Regions from separate parts of the Mus musculus genome. Here region 2 is linked to region 1. Evidence: chromatin contacts called from public HiChIP or PLAC-seq data. All regions are on one chromosome and are shown on one strand. Each heading gives the region's core, a stretch centred on a gene start, on an enhancer-like site or on the middle of the called end of the contact. The rest is flanking DNA. Distances are from core to core; before and after follow the strand shown.

What was found. HiChIP or PLAC-seq counts read pairs in DNA pulled down with a chosen protein or histone mark.
Region 2: an H3K27ac HiChIP or PLAC-seq map of embryonic fibroblasts shows a contact between it and region 1, with 32 read pairs. The contact joins the enhancer-like site here to the promoter of Col5a1 in region 1. A contact is called at or near these places in 2 of 39 promoter capture datasets (the 3T3-L1 cell line and hippocampal neurons), 1 of 15 datasets of contacts at CTCF or cohesin (the NIH/3T3 cell line), 19 of 484 Hi-C or Micro-C datasets (the 3T3-L1 cell line, the C2C12 cell line, the MC3T3-E1 cell line and 9 more), 13 of 115 datasets of contacts at active chromatin or transcription factors (the NIH/3T3 cell line, cardiomyocytes, embryonic fibroblasts and 6 more) and 2 of 9 other capture datasets (adipose tissue and pancreatic islet).

Annotation. Positions count from the first base shown.
Region 1 is chr2:27,884,154-27,888,840 of GRCm38.p6, reverse strand. It overlaps Col5a1 (collagen, type V, alpha 1), which reads right to left and starts at 2,416. Exons shown (of 66, transcript NM_015734.2): 1 at 1,917-2,416. The coding sequence starts at 2,025.
Region 2 is chr2:27,845,711-27,850,299 of GRCm38.p6, reverse strand. No RefSeq gene overlaps it. Among named protein-coding and RNA genes, the nearest start is that of Gm39777, 9.6 kb to the right of the region's middle. Within about 2 kb of position 3,064, at least 51 of the 459 cell types and tissues checked have an H3K27ac peak or open chromatin away from gene starts, as enhancers often do. A contact at or near this core is called in the C2C12 cell line, the NIH/3T3 cell line, adipose tissue and 4 more, where this site is marked.

The DNA of each region.
Region 1 (4,687 bases), core at 1,167-3,666:
CTTCACACACTTGGCCAAGAGAGAGACAGAGGATCTGTGCTCACAGAAACCTCGGAAAACATCTGGCAGGTCCGAGAGGGAGAGCAGAGCAGGGTCTGTTTGCACTTTCTCCTGACCTGTCAGCATCAAACGTGCACTGCTGCCCCTCTGGCCATGCACTGAGGGTGACTTCAAAGTGGGTCGCACCACAGGAGCAGAGGGGAAAGCTTCCCGAAGCCCACCCAGAAAAGCAGTTTCTTTATGTGCTTCTAAAAGTCAACTCTGTCCAAAGCAAAACAGCTAACAGCACAGCCAGGACCCAGGCAGCCCCTTCCAAATGGCCGCACCCTCAACAGCACAGGGAAGTGGGGCAGAGCATAGTAATAGAGTGACGAAGAGAGGTAGGTGGCCACAGGACAGGGCAGGGCTGGGACAAGGTACAGGGTGGACAGGGTGAACCCGGAACACCCAACCTATGCTAGTGGTAACCCCAGCTTCCCAGGCGAGAGGTCCACTGAAGGCTTCCCTCCTGGGGTTCTGGGGCGCACAGGGGAACATTGTGGGGGTATAGGGAAAAGAGAGGCTGACCTCTCTTGTCTCTCCTCCACACTTTCCTGAGGGCCTTCAGCATTCCCTACTGCTAGCTTAACCCTGGGAACTCCGGGGCAGTTGGTCCAAGTTCCACAAGAGTGAGCATCGTCAGCCCATGCTCTCCCTCGGTCCCCGCAGGCCCTGGCCCCTCCCATTTCCACTCTTGCTCATCCTGTGGCCACTGGACACTAATGGTGCCAGAAAGCAGGAGAAGAATATTGTAATTGGCCATGGGGGGTGGAAATGGATTCTCCTGCTAGTCCTAGTAACACCAGCTAAGCTAAGGAGAGCCCTGTCACTGCGCAAGGGCTGACCACTCCACCCGCTGTTCGGCTGCCTGAACTCTTTCTAACTGCCTTCGCCTCCCTGTATCAGCACATGCCTGGTGCCTTCCCACCCTGGGCTATGGTGTTTAAGGGCTCTGGGGAGGTTTATCCCACAACTAACTAACAAGAGTGATGCTGAAAATAATATGCCTGCCCAGACCTGAGCCTGAAAGCGCTGAAATACAGACAGGGACAATCCCAGTACCTCCCTGATTCTGCCCATTGGATCAGGGCTCCTTCAGAGAACCCAACCTGGCAGGAGTCTCACATCTGCAGATCATCTGAGAAGCTCCCAGCCCAGACTCCAAGGCCCTCTCCAGGCTTCCCGTTCATCCCATCTTTGGGCAGAAAGCCCAAGAAAACTACCTCTAAGGGGTTTGGAGGTTTGACGGCTAGGAGTAGGGCTGGCCTACCTCACAGGGCTCCCCAGTGCCCCTGAAGACTTGTCAGGGACTACAGGGAACTCTGTCCCCTGGGAATTGCAGAAACTTAGCTCAGACAAGCAAGAGGGTGTGTACAGAGGGAAGTCCATAGCTGGGGTTTCAAACTTCTGGGATCCCCCTCCACCCCTAGGCGTCCCTGAGGAACTGAATGGCCTTGACTCTAGGGGGCGGCCCTTTCCAGCTTTCAGAAGGAAAGTTTCTGCTTAAGGGCTGCGTGGGATGCAGCGGGTCGCCTGTGATGTGGGACAGAAAATGCGAGGTTTGGGGACAAAAGTGTGAGCACCTCTGCTGGGATCTAACACGAGGCAGATTCTTCCTTGACTCGACCAACAGCCCCACCCAGCAGGCCCGTTTGAGGAGGGGGCGGTACGCCGCGGGGATGGAGTTGGCCCGGCTCCCTCTCCTGGGCCCCCAACGAATGGTATTCGTTGTCTTGCCCGGTGCATTCCACAGGCCAAGGAGGAAAGTTCTGCAGGCTCGGAGGAGGCCGGCGGCGAAGGAGCCCGAGATGACAGCGGCGCGGAGGTTCTGCGCACCTCTTACAGTCCCCGAGGTCCGGTCCCCAGAGCACTCTTACCTGCGCGGCTCGAAGGCGGCGCCCACAGCAGCAGCAGGAACAGGAGTAGCGGCGAAGACAGCAGCAGGGCGCCTGGGCGCGCAGCTTTCCAGCGGGTGTGTACGTCCATGCCGGCGGGGTGCGCGGGCCGGGGAGCGGGAGACGCACACGATGCACGGGGACCAGAGACACGTCCCGGGTGGCGGACGCTAGGGGAGCACGACAACTTCAGGGAGTCATAGGAAGCTCGGCACCCGCCCGATCTCCCCCGCGGCGGTGGCTGTTCTGGAAGAGGCAGCGGGCGCGCTCGCCCACGGCGCAGGGATCGACTGTGGCCCGGGACGGCCGGGACCCCCTCGCTGGCTGCTCGCGCACTCCCTGTCCTCCTCCTTCTAGTCTCGTGGCCTCCTCACCGCTGCTGCCCCGCGACCCGCTCCCCGTGGGCGCTCCGCTGGAGTGAGGTCCTGCGCCAGCCGCGGGGACCAGGAGTGCGGACCTCGCCTTCGGCGCTGAGCACTTTTCCCCCCTTTCCCTCCCTCCCTCGCTGCTGGCAGACAACGCGGAGGCTGTGGATTCCCCCACCCCCCACCGCCCCCAACGCCCGCAGCAAATCAGAGCCCGGCGCCCCGCTCAGCAAGGCCGGTCCCCGCCTCCCACTGGGCGCCGAGGGCGAGGGGGTGGGGATAGCGGGCGAGTCGCGGCGAGGAAGGGGCTGGCCCGGGGCGGGAGCGGACGTGGGACGGGGCCGGCGCCCCCGTTCTTTCTCCCCGCTCTGGGCGGCGGCCTCCAAAACCTGATGGCCCACCCTGATCCTAGATTCTTCCCGCCTCAGGTACCCCGACCTGGCCAGACTCCAAGAACCAACGTTGAGGGACCCCCGAAGTTTGATCGCTGGAATTCAAAAGAGAGATTGCAGTACCACACAGAACTTTCTCTTTAAGGAGGAGTTCCGAGAGCTCCTCTTCTGGGCGGAGACTCAACTTGCAATTCAGCCAGAAGGGGCTCCCTAGACTATGACTGACAGGCCAATACAGCGCTGGGGACCTGCCTTCTACCTCTCCACAGACCAGACTGTCAAGGATGCCCAGAGGGGCCTTAAGTGAACAAGGAGTGACCAAGTTATTAATCAGGTGAAGGTCAGTCTCAGATCCCACCCCACCGCCTTACTGCTGTCCCTAGTGGCCCAACAACTCACAAGGAAAAGGAAGAGCCCCCTTCCAGAGCTGACAGCTGGAAAAGGAGAGGGGCTCCCAGCTCCCCATCTACAGCAGAGGGAGACAGGAGTTCTCCCAGACTTCTCCAGGCCTGGGAGGCCCTGCAAAAGCCTGACTCACTGCCCTGCCCTTCTCCAAGGGCTTCAGGGTTTGTTTAGAAAGAATCAGAGTGAATTAAGAAGGCTTTCAGACACAAAGCTATCGCTCCCTTTGAACACATTGCAGCCTGAAAGAATTTTGTAGTGATGGAGACCGGCCTGGGACATCTCTCTCCGGCTGCATCCTCAGGCTCCCTAGTTTCTCATTATTCTCCAAACAAGAGGAGAGTGGCAGTCAGGGTGCAGAGGCATTCATGGGATAGAGGCAGTCAGAGGGCAGAGGCAGTCAAGGGGCAAAGGCAGTCAGAGGGCAGAGGCAGTCAGGGGATAGAGGCAGTCAGGGGGCAAAGGCAGTCAGAGGAGTTGCTGGGATGGCCATGCTCTGGTTCTTGAATCTGAATGGGGGTGGCTAGTACTGACTTAATTCAAGCTTTGCTTAAGTGTGGAATGTACCTTATAGGGAACATCAGACAGTACACAGAATAGAGGAGGAAAGCTGGGGATGCAGCTCAGAGGCTGTGCACAAAGGTCCTAAATTCTATCCAGAGTACAGAGAGGGCAGAGGGAAACAAGCTTGAGTGGACATGCAGACAGACAGACAGACTCAGTCACAGTACAGTAAGAGTTAAAAGCCAGCTTGTACTTGTTATGGAATAATTATGTATGTGTGTAAGTTGTATAAATGATAAGATGTGTATGTGTGTGTGTATGAACACATGTGGGGGCATGTACATGCATATGTGTGTCTCTGTGTGTGTGCTGTGTATACTGTGTGCTTATGTGCCATTCCATTGGTGAGTTTCATGGGGATGAAAACCTCAGCCATCCGGAGGCTTTCACCAAGCTCACCTCCCCATCCCCAACCTGCATCAGGTCTACATATCAGGGGAGGTCTTTCTCCCATCCACAGACGGGGACGCTGCAAGTCAGGCGGGGTAAGGGGCTTACCCAGAGCACCAAATCAGCAATGCGCTGTGTCAGAGCCAAGATGAGTGCTGCAGCTGATCAGCAGGCACAGGGTTCTTCCCTCTTCGTGCTATAATACAGACTCAGAACATCTGCCTTCCAGCAGGTACACCCTAGGCATCCTGCTCAGGCTAAGCCAACCCATACCCAGCATCCTCCTGTGCCCAATTGGCATCTCATGATAATGGAGAGTATTGGTCATGGTCTGTTCACCAGCATGAGTCTTTGAGGAAGCAAGCTGCCTGTGGGCCCCATCTATACCAGCCTGCACTGTTGCACCAGGTCTCCATGATCATGGACATAGTCTTGTGCTTCTGCTGTGTTCTTTCCATCTCGCCTGTCTCTGTATATCCACCTCCATCCAGTGTCCCCTGCATGTCCCTGCCATGCATACATGCCATTACCCTCTGTTGTAGAATACAGTCCTCCAAGCAAAGCAACTGCCATTATTATCAGGTCAGCTGTCCCTGCTTGCAGGAGTCCATCCTGATTAGGCTTGTGGACTGTTGCTGTT
Region 2 (4,589 bases), core at 1,815-4,314, 39 kb after region 1:
ATTATGAATATCTTAGCTTCCTTGATAGATTCTATATGGTATTAAAGTGTCACACTGTGGCCAGGCATGAGAATGAGGGGGACACTTGTAATTCCACCACTTCGGAAGTGGAGGCAAGATGATCACTATAAGGCCAGTTCATACTACAATTAGGACCCTGTTTCCTCCCAACAGTCACTCCATATTCCATAAATATGGACAAATAAAAAAGCAGAGACCTTAAAAGAGAGGGTAAAGATGCTTGCTACCAAGGCTGATGCCCAAGTTCAACCCCTGGGACCCATTTATGAACAGAACTGACTCCTACAACTTGTCCTCTGATCTCCACATGATAGATGTGACATACAGAAAAATAGATATAATATTTTTTTTATTTACAAAACAGGCTAAAGAGATGGCTCCGTGTGTAAAGTTCTTACTGTGCAAGTATGAGTTTAAATCCCCAGCACCAACCTAAAATCCAAGTGTGGCCTCGGCAAGGAAAGGGCCGGTGGAGACAAGTGTATTTCTGACCATCCTCTGCAGTCAAGAAGCTATGCAGGTACAGTGAGAGACCTTGTCTCAAAAACTAAGGTGTGGTTGATGGAACTAAGCTGCGAATTCTGACAAAATCATACCATGCAAAAGGTCTCATGTGGGAGGTTTATCCAAAAAAGAAGGGGTACAGAGGCTGCCTCTGGGTGGAGGAAGGGAAGATGGGGAGTGGGAGGGAAAACATGGATTTTTTTTGTCATGCCATGGCCCACGAGCAGGAGGACATGTGATAGGGGCAACAATGTGAATGTGCCACCTCTGGGCAGCTAGTGACAATATGTCCCTTGGGACTGACTATAAAGATACCTGATTTCTCACATCTCTGTGGAGTCCCTTTGTGCTGACCGTGGAGGTGCCTGATTGCATACAGGGGTGCCATAGAGAAATGCCCGGATATCAACCTCTAGCCTGTAATGTGCACACAGTACACCATACATGCATGTGCATGCATGCATGCATACATACATACACATACCCACACTTACATAACACACATGTTTACATTCATATGCACCCAGAAAAAAACACACATGTATGCACACACAGATACAAAACCTTCTTACGATGAAATATTTAAATTAATAAATAAAGATGAAGTCTATGAGCAAATAAATAAGTAGCCAGGCATGGTGGTACACACTTGTGATCCTAGCTTTCATGGAAAGAGAACCAGTTGAAGGTTATCATCTGCCAGCCCAAGCTTCAAGAAACCCTGTCTCAAACAACAACAGAAAGAGTCTACGAAAAAAGCCACATTACCCTCATCCAGAAAATTGCCCTGTTTATAGGAAGAAATGAAATCCCAGGAAAGACAGAAAGCAGGCAACAGACTCAATTGCATATGGCAGCCGGTACTTCCAGTATTTCCAGTGTGACAACCCAAGGCCAGCTAAGCTTGGGGACAGAAAGAAAACGAGAGCCTCCTTTGACACAGTTACTGTTACACAGTCCCTCTCAGGCCCCAGTACACATCTGTCAGCCAAGTGGTTCTTCCACCCATCTATTGGCAGGGTGGGGACCTCCTAATCTTGGTGTGGTGCCTGAGGAAAGCGGCCCAGCCCCCACTTACTTCCTGTTCTGCTAGAACATTCCACCCCCAGGGGGATCTCAGAGCCCAGCATTCTTGTCTAAATCTGTTTTCTTGCAGAAACATATCTTCACAGACGGATAACATATAGAAGTGGCCAGACCATCTGGGCTGGAGTCCACAGCCTGGGCTGACGTGGTCTGAAAGTTGGACAGGCTACTGGCTCCACACCCAATTGTGCTCGCAAACTTTCCCTGGCCTTTCAAAGTCCAACAACATCTGTGAAAGCCCCCTCCCCAGCTCTGTCTCTGAGACACTCTCATGTCTGGTGGGCGTCATCTTTCCTGTGGAACCCAGGGGTTCAGAGCCTAACACTGCAAACCAGTTGGGAATCCTGGGGTCTCCCCAGCTATTTAAAGGGGTGACTGCAGCTGACTGAGGTTGTGCTCTGGGGTAGTCCTGGTTTTTCCTGTTTACCTAGTCCCCCGTAGGTCCTGGAACCAGCATCCCAGTCCTACCCCGGTGCTGACAAGAAGTCACCACCTTTCTGATGGATGGGCAGGACTCCTGCAGAGTCCACCTTTTCCTAAAATGGAGCAGAAAGTCCCTGCAGAGGTTCTCGGTGGCCCCCAATTGTGCTCACATGACTTGGACTCAACCTCGTGAAACTGGAAGCTCCTTGAGGGAGGATCATGTCCCAGGGGGATTACTGAGCGGAGAGGGAAGTTTCCATGAGAACTGCTTAGAACAGCAGTTCTCAACCCCTTTAGGATTCAAATGATCCTCTCCCAGGGGTCGCCTAAGACTGTCAGAAAACACAGATATTTACATCAGCATTTATCACAGCAGCAAAGTCACAGTTATGAAGTAGCAACAAGGATAATTTTAAGGTTGGGGGGTCATCACACCATGAGGAACTATAATAAAGGGTCACTGCATTAGGAAGGTTAAAACCCAATGGCTTAGAATCATAGTCCTCAGCAGAGCCAACTCTGGGACATTGAACAGGGGCACTGTTGTCAGAAGTCAAAGGGCCTTCCTTGCTAACCATGGAAGTAGTAAACTTGTAATTTACTACAAGTTGCAAGAGGTTCTGAGATTAAGTGAGAAATTCCTGCAATGTTTCTTTTGTTTCTTTCTGTACCTTTCCATGAATGTTCACGCCACTGTGTCACATTCCCCTGGCTAACCCTCTCTCTGTGCAGTTTTAACTGGTGATCTTTTGAAAATCAGAATCTACCAGTACAGAGATGTCCAGAGATTCTTAATCCTCTTGTGCTCAGAGTGCCCAAGAACCCAGGAGCAGGCACAGGCATGGCAGGAGATATTCTACCCAGTAAGACATAACATCTGTGGACCGCTGATCCTCTGGGCTTCTCTGGACAGTTCAAACCTCAGCCTGACCTTTCTCTAGCCCCCAAACCCGAGCTGACTCCAGCATCCTAGGGTAGAGCTTGGCCCGGCCCCTGAATGAGCTAAGCCTCTCATGTCTGGTGTCCAGATGCCCAGCCAGGACCTCCTCTCCTTCACAGGCGATCCTCTGGCCCCTGCCCAGGACTCACATTCCACAGCTTGTCCTCAGGAGACAAAGGCCAGTTCACACAGCTCTGCTGCCTTCTCTGCTAGTCACGCACAGTCAGGGATGTGGGGACCATCAGCCAGGACAGCCAAGGAACCTTCCCTCTCACCTGGGATGAAGCCATGGTTAACTCTAGAGCTGAATGTGAAGACTTAGGGTCAAGAGAACTCAAAACCACCTCCATTCGGTAGAACCAAGCTTAGCAACGGATTGGTGATGCTGGCCAAGACAATGGATAGAGGCCAGGCCTATTTACCAATGCTGGACTTCCACCTGCAGGGTCTATTTTCTGGTCTAGACAGAGCTGAGGAGTCCAGAGCTCTGCCAAGCAGTGTCCTGTGCAGGCAGCTAACAGAAGAAGGGTGGCAATCTAGCCAGCAGCACACCCTCAGCCCTGTAAGGGCAGCCTATGGTTCAAAGTTCCCTGTGAAGCTCAGCCATTGGAGCAATAATAAACAGCAGGTCCTTTCAGAGGTGTAAGTCATCAGAGCAAGCCCTTCTGGATTAGCACTGTTATTTAAGCACTGGCTCTATTGGAAAAGCCTGTCATAGCCTACTGTAGAATTCTTCCCTAGGGAGATGCTAAACAATGTCACCTGGCCTACTGAAGTCCCAGTGACTAACCAAAGTTTGCCCTGGGGAACCAGTGAGTTTACTGGACTCACAGAACATGGGTAAAGGTTCGTGGGCTGGAGCATAGCATAGGTGATCCTAAAGCAGCCAGACTGGAAGATCTGACCCTGCGTGGATAATGGAAGATCTGACCCTGAGTGGATAATGGTGTCTCTCTTAGTTTGGGTTTTGCTGCTATGAACAGACACCATGACCAAGGCAACTCTTATAAGGACAACATTTCATTGAGGCTGGCTTACATGTTTAGAGGGCCAATCCATTATCATTAAGATGGGAGCATGGCAGCATCTAGGCAGGCATGGTGCAGGTGTAGCTGAGAGTTCTACATCTTCATCTAAAGGCTGCTAGCAGAATACTGACTTCTAGGCAGCTCAGATGAGGCTCTTAAAGCCCACACCCACTGTGACATACCTATTCCAACAAAACCACACCTACTCCAAAAAGGCCACACTGACTCCAACAGGGCCATACTTTCTAATAGTGAAACTCCCTGGGCCGAGCTTATATAAACCATAACAGAACCCCCCCATACCACTTAGATAGGAACCCCTCAGCTAAGTCTCCCCAACCTATAAACTTTAGCCCCTCCTAAGACCTTCCAGGTCACACGCAATTAGTGTGAAATTTGAATACAAATGGTGGGAGGAGTGGCTTGATACTAAGGAAAGGGTCCATTGACCCTGCACACGCTTTCTTCCACGAGGAAATGTCAACAGTCCACTGTTCCCATAGTGATTGACATTCATAGGCAGGCACAGCTGATCTGATGAAGATGGCAACCCTTTTGCTCTGAGGACCATGTTTGACAACATTCCA